2 separate regions of the Danio rerio genome follow, and region 2 is linked to region 1. The links are chromatin contacts, called in public HiChIP or PLAC-seq maps. All regions are on one chromosome and are shown on one strand. The core of a region is the stretch at or near the end of the contact, and the rest is flanking DNA. Distances in the headings are between cores, read along the strand shown.

What was found. HiChIP or PLAC-seq counts read pairs in DNA pulled down with a chosen protein or histone mark.
Region 2: a contact with region 1 is called in an H3K4me3 HiChIP or PLAC-seq map of gastrula embryo, with 4 times the contacts expected there. The contact joins the promoter of htatip2 here to the promoter of dbx1a in region 1. A contact is called at or near these places in 3 of 18 Hi-C or Micro-C datasets (embryo and gastrula embryo) and 3 of 4 datasets of contacts at active chromatin or transcription factors (caudal fin, embryo and gastrula embryo).

The regions. Positions count from the first base shown.
Region 1 is chr7:17,015,089-17,022,014 of GRCz12tu, forward strand. It overlaps dbx1a (developing brain homeobox 1a), which reads right to left and starts at 3,807. Exons shown (of 4, transcript NM_131158.1): 1 at 3,365-3,807; 2 at 3,171-3,272; 3 at 1,748-1,950; 4 at 401-1,078. The coding sequence starts at 3,713. The coding sequence ends at 788. It overlaps LOC137496161 (a long non-coding RNA gene), which reads left to right. Exons shown (of 3, transcript XR_011016266.2): 2 at 1,835-1,975.
Region 2 is chr7:17,084,278-17,091,203 of GRCz12tu, forward strand. It overlaps htatip2 (HIV-1 Tat interactive protein 2), which reads left to right and starts at 3,622. Exons shown (of 5, transcript NR_131978.1): 1 at 3,622-3,845; 2 at 4,478-5,988.

The sequences.
Region 1 (6,926 bases), core at 2,557-5,056:
TTGAAAAGGCCTGTTCAAATATCGAGGTAAAGTTTCATATTCCCACGTTCGCTCAGTCACAACTTGTGACGTGCTCCCTATATTGTTTATTATGGTACTTTAAATATTTGGTCTAAAATTACAAGTGTCTTCAAAGCAACATTAGCATCATTAAATTGACTGTGAACTATTTAATTGAATGTTGCACTTTGATAGCCATTGGCTGTTGATTTCACTGTTTAGAATTTGCAAACAATACTTTTCTGAAATTATACTAAGCAGAAAGTCAGAATGTGTGATTATAAAACTAACTTGACCTCAATTGTTTAAATTAGCCTGCTGCGTACAATATTTGCAGATCATTTATAATTATTTCATTATAATTCTATTTGTGATTATGTCGATCACTCAATGGACAACATTAAATTTACAATTTATTTGCAAACAATACAAAACATTTTCAACATATACATATGCATACAATGTGGCACGAAGGGATAAATTCGTATAAATTATACATACGTCTACAACTTTAATAAAGAATCTAAAACTCAAAATTCTTGGTATAAAATATCCATACAAAAATATTTGTACAAAATACTGTACAGTTCCCCACAAAAAGCTGTGCGACACAGCAAAATCATTTTGCGAGGTTTTTCAAATAAGTAAATATAAAGTGATGTGGAAAAGATTTTGCTACAAACACTCATTTGTACATAGAAGTGAAATTATACGCCAGTGGAACCATAACGTGGTTAAACATAACGTTGTGCTTGAAATACAGACATTATGCAGCTCATGAATTTGCTTATGAGACTGTTATTTCATCCTCTGATTCAGAAAAGTCCGAGTGTTTAAATGTAATGCTGGAATCAGTGCTGTTTGACATTACGCGTCTGGGTGAGAGACAGAAATGCGATGGAGCGCATGCGTCGTCTTCATCTTCATCCTCGGAAGACTTTTTACCCACGTCGCTTAGGTCTGGGTGAGGGTTTGTTTTGGTTGGCAGGGTTTGCTCCCGGCAGCCTCCGGATGAAAGCAACTCCCTCTCCTTGGAGTTTCTCCATTTCATTCGCCGATTCTGGAACCAGATTTTGACCTGTGTGAAGATATATTTTGTTAGTAATTGAAGCTTAACATAGCAGAATAAAGTGCAAAGATTTTGTCTCAATCAGTAATAAATATCTGAAATGATCTGATAAATTTAGTACATGTTCAAATGTTTTCTAGAAATAATAATAATTTTATTATTTAATGATTATTGTATTTATTTGTTTGTTTGTTTGTTTGTCTGTTTATTTATTTATTCATTTTTTTCCCTTTCATATATTCACATGTGAATCTTTTAGTCCGAGATTTGCTGCTGTTTATTTTATGCGACTGCGAGTTTATATAATAATAATAATAATAATAATACAATAATAATAATAATTATTATTATTATATTTAATATAATAATTATTATTATTAATTTATTCAATTTATTAAGTTATTTATTCACTTCTTTATTTATTAATTCATTTGTTTTCCATATATTCACCTGTGAATTTTTTTTAGTCCAAGATTCGCAGCTGTTTATTTTATGCCACTGCGAGTTTATTTATTTAATAATGGTAATAATAATAATAATTATATACAATAATAATAGTAATAATAATAATTATTATATTTAATATAATAATTATTATTAATTTATTCACTTTATTAATTATTTTAATTATTCACTTCTTTATTTCTTTATTAATTTGTTTTCCATCCATATATTCACCTGTGAATCTTTTAGTCCGAGTTTGGCTGCAAGTTTTTTCCGGTCTGGCTTGCTGATGTATTTTTGCTTTTGGAACATTTTCTCCAGAGCTTTGCGCTGCACATCTGAAAACACAGCCCGGCGGAGCATCCCTCTTCTGGGCTTCCCTCTCGCAGCAAGAGGCCAGGAAAAAGTTCCAGGAATGGGCACGACCGATGAAGGAGCTGTTAGAAGAGACAAGTACACAAGGTAAATAACGCATTCATGGACGCATTCACAAGAGCTCCAAAGAGTTTTATTTAGTTTCGCCCAGGAGGCTAAAAGTTAACATTGCGTTACTAAGGGCAATTGGGTGTTGCTTTTCCCAGGGACAATCTGAAGTGCTGAATGATCCGGGAGAAAGAAAACTTTTCTTCATTATCGTCATGATTTTGAATTTATTCTCTTGAAATGTCTCTCCCTGTTTAGAGCGAAATGGCACGAGGTGACTAATTAGCACATGGGCCGGATCCACGCTGCATTGGTATGGTAAAAAGGCAGAGTATCCTTTTCTGCGAGCCCCCCAGTGAAGGACAGAAGAGTTAATATACCGTGAACGGTAATTGTGTAGTAATGAACTGGCTGAGAAAAGACTCCGGACAGACGGCTAAGGCCATATATTAATGCAACAAAAGGAGATTTACACTTTCAAACCGAACGCAACTGCACGCTGGAATACTGATGACCGGGGACCGCGTTTTTTGCCCCCAAATAATTTTCATTAAATGAACACGAAAGGCAATTGAGAGCGCTCAAGTTGTTTTGTTAAGGTATTCAGCGCGCGCGGTGAAAAGAGTCGTGCTCTATTATTATTTGGCGTGGATAAAAGAATGGGCTATAGACATTTAAAGGCCTCAAAGGAGCTCGTATTTTAAGGAGCCAGTGGAGAATGTAGAGCAAACCGAAGTGGGACTCGCTGGAGTTGATGTTTGGCAGCTGCAGCAGCACTTTGAAAGCTTTTTGTCGGCGATTTTGTCGATTTTTCAGATTTCGCGCTCTCTATTCTAAACGCACAGCTCTTCATATTGTTCTTTCGCAACACTTTCCACAAACACCAATCACACTCTATGTGGTCTTGTGAGAATATTGAAAGCGCTCAATGGCGCCTAATGGGCAAATTAGTGCATGACTGGTAAACGCCCCTCTGTCGCTGGTTAAAAGTCTATCTTTGGCGGGTTTGTGGGTGGTTTGCCCTGGAGGGAGCTGACCAGATTGGTCATGGTGTTGACGGCATTGTTGGCAGTCAGCAGGCCGAAATGCTCCCTCACTGTGGGAAAGACCTGCACCTATGCGCTCTAAACTCGAGGGCTTTCAGATTAAAATAGCCTCACGTTGGCAAACGATTAAGCTTTGATTAAAACTCCACCAAGTCAGACTGTACAAGCGTTTGAATGTGAATACTCACCAGGGAAGTATGAAGAACGGACGAAAGGGCAGAATGAACCATCAAAATAAGGCACAGAGAATCCTTTAGGGTGTATGCTGTGGACGGAGGGTGGAGATGTGGCTGAAAGAGAGAGAAAAAACTCAAGTTAGTGCTGCGTGTTAACGCGTAGATGTGGATTTTAGTGCAATATCAGTGCTATTTAAAACACTTACCTTTCTTTGGTGACGGTGCCAAAATGGCACTCACTCCAAACTTTAAATATGTTGGATCCTTGCTGGAGACTGGCGTTTTGGGGGAGCAAGGTCCATGCTTTTCCGTGATGCCAGGGCTAACTCTGTCCAAAATCCTGCAGTTATCCGGGATGGAAAGAGGCGTTGAATTTGGAGGAGATGCGCATGGAGAGTGCGCGGTTTGGCTCAGGAAACCGCTGGGTCTGTTGATGCGCAGAAGGTCCTCCACCAGGAAGCTCGGGTGAGCTGGAAAGGGTGAATGCAGCGATGCAGCAGGACGCATAAATGCTGAATATATAGCAGGTGGTGCAATAACACTTGGGATCATCATGGTCCCGGCTATTAAAAGATGACTTAAATGACTCCTGTTAGTATTACACAAGTCTCTTCTGGCAAGCTCTGAACTGACCGAATGACGATTTGCTTCTGGAGGTCTCCGTTTGGGAAGGGGTCCTTTATATCTAGGCCCCTGCAAGGGTCCTTTGAGGACTGACAGCCACAACAATGAGACTCAATAAAGTCCTCCGCTTGAGTCCCATTGAATGATGCCTCGGAGGTGCCTGATTGGTCCGATAGAGCAATTTATGATTGGATTAGACTTCATAAGATTTGAATGGTCAGGGCATGCCGCTTAACAAAGAAGATGCGGTCATAAATTTTGCATATCGACAAAGTGTTTATTTACAGTATAAGGGGGAACTGAATAATTATATTACTTGGCATTTAATTATTTATATATGGTTTAACCATTGTTTTCTCACTTCTTAAAGCACCATTATAAAACATTAATTGTTATTTTTATTTTAGAGACGGAGATTGCTCGAGAGACTTGAAACTTTATCCAGCAGTATGTAAAATCTAAATAATACAAGCCCATTCTCTTTAGGCTATATGCGTATTTCATATGCAGAGTTTTTATCCTGTTTTCTGCCGTTCCTTCGGCTGTCAAGATCCTCCCGATTAAACCCCCATTTAATAATCATTTATGCTTTATGCTGTATACTTCTACTGAAATCCAATCTGGGCTCTGTCACGGAGTACAGCTTTAAATGGATTTGGGTCTGAATCGCCGTGACAGATGTGTTAGATATATCCCCCGTGTTTGAAACCGGGCAAGTCTTCATTCACTTTCTCCGGGGCCTCACTTTATACACGCTCGCGAGACGTGTGCAGCTCCGTTTGAACCGTGAACTGTCACCCTCAGCTGCTCGCGCCTCGCTTTCTTTTCCCCTCACAAAGATCTCTGACACAAAACACACCGATCTCTGTTTCTATAGACGACGAGGCTTATTCTGCCAGTTTAACCGCTTGAATAAAAGTGCATATGTGATTTGAAACGCATGCGTAAAATGCGCATTTAAACTCGTATTTAACTGATATGAGAGTCTGGACACACGCAAAAGCTGAAAGCGCGTCATGTTTTAGATTCGGTATTCCAGCTAGTCGACGTAATAAAATACTAAATGAAATAAAATGCTATATTAAAAGCGCCAAATGTGAACACGTTGCGCGCTACTGGTTTAAAACTCTCTTGCTGTTTATTATAGCTCAATATTCGTTTGGTTCAGCTCCAACCTGCGTGTGTGCGAAAGTTTTATATCTGTGGAAGTCGCTTTATCCATTTCTGAAGCAGGATTTGGGAGTTTAATGCATATCAGTATCACTACGCTTATAATTAATAAATATTTTATTTAGTGTAATATATCCTTATTTTATGTCTTTACTACACTGTAAAACGTATGAACTATTAGTCTTGACAGCATATGTTTTAGTTCATTATAACTTAAACTAAGTTAATTAAGTTCTAACTTAATTTGATATGTTACATGAGCTGTTTTAAGTCAGTTTAACATATTATAAGTTCAATGAACTCATAAGGTGAATTTGATTCAGCTTAAAAATGTACGACAACCAAGATTTTTTTTACTGTGCATAATGCTTTTTATTGTTATTTAAAATAATTTAGTCATTAATTCAATTATATATTTGTTTGCATTTTTGTCATTCACTTTTTTTAAGTGTTTCAAGTGTTTTAGTGTTTATGTTTCACATGGTCAGTCTAATACAGTATATCAAACTTTAAGAAATCCAAACACTCACCAAATACTTGTTGCAGCTTAAAATGTAAGGCAACCAATATTTTTTTTTACAGCGTATAAGATTTTTATTATCAATTATAATCATTATTATTGATTTATAATAAATTATTTGTTTGTATTTTTGTCATTCACTTTTTAAAAGTGTTTCATGTGTTTAAGTGTTTAATAAATGTATGTTCCGCATAGTCAGTCTAATATCAAACTTTAGGAAATCCAAACACTCAGTTAAGTATAAAACTTGTGCTTTTTATTTGCACAATCATGTCTACTTCTTTTAATCAGTAGGATAACCCTGTATCTATATCCACAAAGCTAAATTTAGTTACATTTTAGTGATTTTTTTTAGCCAAAGTATAAAACACGCATATGTGTTTACCTGAGGGCTTCCCAAACACACTATTGTATGGAAATTAAGATAAATATAATTGCTATAGACCAGTCAGATCCCAACAACAGAACATTTAGCATTTTAAAAAGTAAATACAGACATTATTTACTCTCTTTCCAAACCAACCGTTGCTTCATGGTGCATCCAAAAAGAGTTGAGAATGTTTGAGCAAACTTTTTTTTTTTTTTTAAACACACAATCTGTACTGTAAATGTACGTTAAGCAAGGCAAATGAACAAAGCAAAGCCTTTTTCTCCTATTATGTTTAAATTTTTTTTTATATAACTCCATATTTCTTTGCTCGGAAAATCCTTCTATTGTTGCGGACTAGCAGATGGTTAGCTGGAAACATGGCTTAGTCTCGATGACCGAAGCTAATTTCTAATAGCTGTGGAAGCTTGGCACATTTTTTTTTCTTTTAGCAAAGGCTAAAAACAGCTGGTGGGATTTGATTAAACCCATTAAATGCACATTTCCAAGATATTATCCCCCTCCGGAACACCTCAACTTAAGTGCACACAGTGGAGCAGCAACAGTGCCGCCGTCTAGATTCTTTACACAGTTCCCTCATTTCACAACAATAAACTAAATAGATTAACTTGCGCATTATCTGCCGTCAGTATTGCCTAGTTAAGAGTCGGTCTGAGTAAATAAATTACACATGCATGAAGGGTTCCTTTGGGGTAGTTTTACTGGCAGGTGGTTAACGGTTTACTCCTTTTTATTAGTGAAGTTAAACCATGGCTTAGACAAACAGGAAGTCTTACCGTTTTGTTTATCGCTTTGTAATTACAAGTTCAGAAATTCAGGGTAGATCACATTGGTCATGAACGATCAGATGCAATAGCAGAGTGTTTCTGCCAAAGCATGAATGTTTTTTAGCGTTTAGAGGATTTGCGTGGGCCAGAAAAATATATAGAACTGCTGACAAGCATTAAATCGATATTAACTCGGCATTTAACATAACCCTACAAAAAGCACACATCTATTGAACAAAGCCTTTAGTACGCCTGGTCTCGGTCCACCTGTTCTTTGATATGTCAGGCAGCCAACCCGC
Region 2 (6,926 bases), core at 2,372-4,871, 69 kb after region 1:
AGGCAGAGAGAGAGTCAGGGTCCGTGTAACAAGCTTGGGTCGTGGGCAGGCAGAAGGCGAAGCAGAGTAAGAGACAGGCTGGAGTCGTGCACAGGAGATCAGGCTGGAGATAACGCTCAGAAATGCTGGCCGGGGCTAAACAAGACTTCGCACTGCACGAGTGTTTGAGTGCGGCTTATAAGAGGTACGTGGGTCATTAGCCAGATTCCAATCAGGTGTATGCGCAATCAGTGTAGATATATGACGTAATGCTAAAAGTCTGGAGATGGTGGCCTCTGCTGGCCAGCGAGGGCAGTTGCTGGGACCGAGTCGGTGACACAGTGCAATATGGCTGTGTATTGTCAATGGTAGGACACTAAGGCACTCGGCCTGCGACCTCAAGCCAATGCACACCTCCTGCCAGTGCCGATATACAGACATATCACATTGCTATTCATGTGATATTTCTCAAATAAATGTCACATTGTTAAACTGCAAAAATAAATATAATTTGCGAAATCAGCATAATGTTCTGCATCAAAAGTTGACAGCACTGCTCAAGGCCACATCATGCAATTTGTAACCTTAAATAATCAGGAAACACTTATAAGATGTGCTGTCAACTATTAATGATTTTTTGACATTTGTTTGTGTATTAATAAATCTAAACAAAATACAATTGCTTAATATATTTGTTTAGATTTGATAAACTGGTGCCAAATGGTATTTTGTTTGGGTTTCTGTTAAAAACTGATGTTAAAGCAGGTGTCTGTATTTTAAAATTTTTATATAAATTTTGTGATGTACTATGTGTTTTAATAATGAGTAAAATGCATGATATCAAGAATTCAAATTGAGTTCATGCAAAAAAGCATTATTGTGTCTGTAAGGGAGAGCTTTATTCATAATGATTTTAAAGAAGCAATAATGAAAGCTGATAGCCATAGCCAACATGACCCTTCTATAAATCTCCACTACATTTGTTCAGTAACATCTGAAAGAGCAGGATTGTCAGCTAACATATGGGTCTATTCATACCAGCGGCCAACAAACGTTTGAACAGAGCTGGAATTTAAACAGTTGGAGTCTTGTGCACAGACAATAAAACCTGCTTTAAAGGATCGGAGCATATGGTGTGGCCTCATTGGCTAAAGAGCAAAACACATTCATTCACAATTTTGATATGTTAAATGATGCGCTTTTGACATGCATGTATTAGTGCACTCCACTTGAAGACCTTTTCCGTTAGTGACATTGTAAGTGATATTTGTTTGCTGTGTAAGTGATAATTGTTGTTGAAATTTGTCCGTAAGCATTACTAAACATTCCAGAAAATATACAGTTGAAGTCAGATTTATTAGCCCCCCTTTGAATGATCTTTTTCTTTTTTTTTATATGTCCCAAATGGTGTTTAAAAGAGCAAGGAAATTTTCACAGTATGTCTGATAATTTTTTTTTTTCTAGAGAAAGTCTTATTTGTTTTTATTTAGGCTAGAATAAAAGCAGTTTTTAATTTTTTTAAAAACATTTTAAGTTCAAAATTATTAGCCCCTTTAAGCTATATATTTTTTGATAGTCTACAGAACAAACCATCGTTATACAATAGTAATTACCCTAACCTGCCTAGTTACCCTAGTTAAGCCTTTAAATGTCACTTTGAGCTGTATAGAAGTGTCTTGAAAAATATTCAATCAAATATTATTCACTTTTATCATGGCAAAGATAAAATAAATCAGTTATTAATAGTGAGCAATTAAAACTATTATGTTTAGAAATGTGTTTAAAAAATATACTCTCCGTTAAACCGAAATTGGTTAAACAGGGGGCTAATAATTCAGGGGGACTAATAAATCTGACTTCAACTGTATGTACTGTATTGACACAGACACACACATTCATATTTTACATTCAGGTCCCCGAACAAACCAGAGAGAAAAGAGAGAAATTTTGGCCATATACTGACACCTACTGCTGGGATTTGATCATTACACGGACGACTTTTTTTTCTTGATTTTTTATGCCATATTTTGCAGTAGGCCGCAACGAGATGGGTTAAAGCCACCAAGAAATCAACCTCGACTAACTCATACTTAAGGGTGTGATCAACCTGTCACTCAAATGTGATTTAGCAGTTGCAAACAAGTCATCCAATCATATCCTAACTAAATTAAACCCTGCCCTACATTTTTCAACATTCACTTAAATATGTCACAAAATAAAAAATAAGAAAATACTATCACAACTGTTAAATGCTAACTTTAATCCAGGCCAGTGATAGAACATTTTAAGTGTTTGCTGCCAGTGAAATTTATATGGCTATTTCTTTATACGCAAAAGATTGAGACAGATTGTCAAAAATTGAGATGTGAAATATGAAATTTTGAGATAAATTAAACACATTTGACAGTTTTTCCACAATTATAAATAAATAAACAGGTGCCATCCACCTTCTTGGACCCTGCTGTTAATTTAGTTTTTATTTAGCAACAAAGTGGAGCTTTATGTAGCCAACATTTAAAGGGATAGTTTCCCTAAACGTTAAATTTACTCACTATTTACTCACCCTCAAGTTACTCCAAACCTTTGAGTTTTTTTGTTTTTTTTCCCGTCGAACACAAATATCTACTGTAACACCCATAAGTTCCCAGCTTTCTTCTAAATATCTTCTTTTTTTGTGCAACAGAAGACAAACAGGTTTCACACTAGTAAAGGGAAAGTAAATGACGACAGAGTGTGAACTATTTGGTGAACCATCTATTTATTAACTAACTCTAACTCTAGATTCTTGTAAGATCTGTTTTATCTAAGCGGAAATATATGCTGAAAAATATTGTTTAATTAACAGTTTCTATGTTTTGTGATTAAAATGTTTTCTATTAATTTTTATAAATTGCATTATGGGATATTGGTCCCTATCCTCTGTCTATATCTGATGTTGAAAATGTAACATACAAACAGTGACATTTATAGCATTTCATTTATTAACACATTTATTTTGTCATTAATAGCAGTTTAAAGCTAAATATTGTATAATAAATAAATAATACATATAGAAAGTCACCAGATTTTGTATACAAGTTTCTATTTTCATGCTTCTTTTTAAACACTAGCACTAGCATTTTTCATTAAAAAAAAAACAAAACTTTTACTTACTAGTGCTTATTATTGTGGTACCAATACCATTTTAGAAGCTACTTTTAAATGTAATATCCAGACAAGTATACTAATCTACTAGTATTTACTAGCCTGCCTTGTCAATATCTCAAAGTTCAAGTCAATGGCGATAAATAAATAAATAAATAAATGAAATGTATTAAGCTACTAGAAACAATAGAATAATAGACTAACTAATCACAAACAAATCAATAATATAAATACACATTAATTACGTCCAATTGTCTAGCCCTAATAAAATAACTACCACTAGTAGTCTAATAAATAAAGAAATAAACTAGTAATAGTAAAGTAGTATTAGTAGCCTACGAAAAAAATTATTAAAGTAGTATTAGTAGCCTAAGAAAAAATAATGAAAAAAAGTTACATGAAGTTTGTATACTATATATCTATAGTTATGAATTGAATGTTAAAATGGCTTGCCATACAACCAGTCGTGTTTTTAGCGTTTCCAAAACAGCTGCCGCGCTCGCTTCATGCTCTGGACGCGTTCTGCGCACGCGCCGTCCGAAGCTAGATTGTAACAGGAAGAAGCTGCAGATCAAAAACCAAAGTCCTGTGTTTATCTAGTTTGGACTGAATGTATTTCAGGGCACCTGTGAAAAAACTCTAGGCTTCTTCACTGTTTTTGTAGTGGTGCTCGCCGCTGTTTTCTATTACCTGGAGAATTCAGAGACTTACGAGATACCAAGGTGAGGTGCTCATTACGTTCACGTTAACGTTACTGTACATCCAAATGCGCAGTTATGGAACTATATTTTTTGGTTTGTAGTGTTTGTGCTCGTGATTATATTGCCAATATATCAGTGTCTCTCATGACACCTACATATAGATAGACATATGTTTCTCTTTATTGCATTCAGTAACATTCAGATACAGAATATGCAACAGTGCAGATAATATGTATTAAAAAAATCAAAAATAATAAGAAATAAGAAAATAAAAATAAAATTGCGTGCATGAAATAAGCTCCCAGTGGGCGATGGCTTAACCATCTGCACAATCTGTATTTACCTTTAATTTATTCGGTCAATAAAGATAATGTCAGGTTCATTCAGGTGTACTTGAACAACACCCTACGTTATCACGTGATACATGATGCTTTTCTCAACTGTGAATGTCAGTTACAATTTTTACAGTCATATACAAGACAAAGATGTTTAGACATTTGTAACAAAGTAAATGATGACCAAATTGTATTTTTTAAGTGAACTATGTCTAGCATACCTACTTATTCTAGTATTCCTGTCCGTGCAAATTCTGCAGTGTCATGCTGATATTGCCAGATTCAAACGGTTGTGTACACTTTTTATTTTCATTACAGAATGGATCTGAATGCAATGGAAGAGAATTACCGGCAGAAGAACAAAACATGCTTCATTCTCGGTGGCTCTGGTGAAACTGGAAAAGCTTTGCTAAAAGAACTAGTGGAGAGAAACATCTTCTCCAGGATCACTCTCATTGGACGAAGGCAGTTAACCTTTGAGGACAAAGCCTATGAAAATCTGGTTATGAATCAAGTTTCAAAATATTATGTCTATGTGATCCAAATAAAAAGAAAACCTCCGCAAAAACGTTGCTTATCCCTACAAAAAAATAAAAACAAATAAATAAAAATAAAATAATTAACAAATTTGTCAATAACAAATGTTAACATTTTAACCCATACCTAATAAATACAGTAAATCCAGAGGATTGATTGCTAGATAAACATTTTTTTTTTACGTTTTCAATTTTGGAAACTTTTATTTGTGAGAAAAATCTGGGTTATTTCCAGCCTGATCTCATGAGAAAACGTAAATATTTTATGTTTGATAGTTTAGTGGCTAATTAGTACGAATTCGTGATGAAATGAAATTGTACAATTTTTAAAAGGAGGTGTGGCACTCAACTCCGCCCCTAAACCCAATCTTCAGTGGGGGATGAGCAAATCGTACTAAATTGTATGAATTAGTTTGTGCAAATTTATTTGAAATAGCCACTAAAAATTACGAATTGCTGTGAGATTGCCTTGGTTTTTCCACTTAATGTTGATTTCTAAACTCTTTTCAAGTGAAAACATTGGTAATGTTTAAATGGGTTTATAAATTAATTTATAATGCAATCTTTTTTGTAATTTTTATTCCAAAAAGTCTATATACAGGGTGTCTGCTGGGTCTTAAGTCTTAAAATCTCTTAAATTTCCAAAACTACATTCTAGGCCTTAAAAAGTCTTAGATTCACAGAAATATTGGGCTGTAGGTCTTAAATAATTTTAAATGGGTCTTAATTTTGCTTTTTCCAAATAAAGTTACTCAATCGGGCCGACATCCATCCAATTACCAACAATGCATCACAATAAAACCTTTTTTGTTTGTTTATATAAATGAAAGTTTTTATTATCACAAAGAGATTCACAACAACTGTTAGACATCTCTACAGCAAAATCTCCAAACTAAATTCCCTAATGAGGGAAAGAAAAACTAAAAACAATTACCTGATTCCTCATAATAATACCAGGCCATTAGAAAAAAATATTTAGTGTTTAATGCTATAAGTCTAAAATTTCATTCTTAATGATTTTAAAAGGTCTTAAATTTAAGTTGATGAAACCTGCAGAATAGTTTATATAAAAACCTGTTTATAAAAAAAACAAGGCAATGAAATGCTGTATGCACAGTGCAAAATGTTATCAACGATTTAGTGTTGATTTATCAGTGATTCATCATTTGCCTTTATTGTTCCCAGGTTCAAAAGGTGGTTGATTTTGAGAAGCTGGATGAGTATGCAGAGGCGTTTCAGGGCCATGATGTTGGATACTGCTGCCTAGGAACAACCAGAGCCAAAGCAGGAGCTGTACGCTTCAGATATTATCTTTTTGTGGACCAAAAATCCATGCAGAATTTCCCATCTGAACCTTAATAAATAATGCATGAAATGAAATGAGTTTATATATATATATTAGCCCCCCTAAATTATTAGACCGCTTGTTTATTTTTTTTCTCAATTTCTGTTTAACGGAGAGCAGATTTTTTCAACACATTTCTAAAAATAATAATTTTAATAACTCATTTCTAATAACTGATTTATTTTATCTTTACCACGATGACTGTAAATAATATTTGACTAGATATTTTTCAAGACACTTCTATGCAGCTTAAAGTGACATTTAAAGGCTTAACTAGGTTAATAAGGTGAACTAGGCAGGTTAGGGGAATTAGGCAAGTTATTTTATAACAGTGGCTTGTTCTGTAGATTATCAAGAAAAAATATAGCTTAAAGGGGCTAATAATTTTGACCTTAAATTGTTTTTTTAAAAATTAAAAACTGCTTTTATTTTAGCCGAAATAAAACAAATAAGACTTTCTCCAGAAGAAAAAATATTATCAGACATACCGTGAAAATTTCCTTGCTCTGTTAAACACCATTTGGAAAATATTTAAAAAAGAGGAAAATAAATCGAAGGGGGCTAATAATTCCAAATGGTGCTCACTGCAGAGCCATTTGGGCAGAGCTGAGCTCCAGCGAGGGGGCGCTTCAACTTCCGCTCCTCCTTTCTTGCCCTTCTTCTACGAGTGATGTCACTGGGGGTAGGGTTAGGGGTGGGGTTGGTGTATGCATTAAAACAGCTTATAGGAGGAGGAGCGAGAGCTCATGCTCCCCCTCGCTGGAGCTCAACTCTGCTCAAATGGCTCTGCAGTGAGCATCGTCTCAATAATTCTGACTTTAACTGTATATATAATAGTTTTTTTATTTTATTTTGGCTAGAATAAAAGCAGTTTTTAATTTTTTAA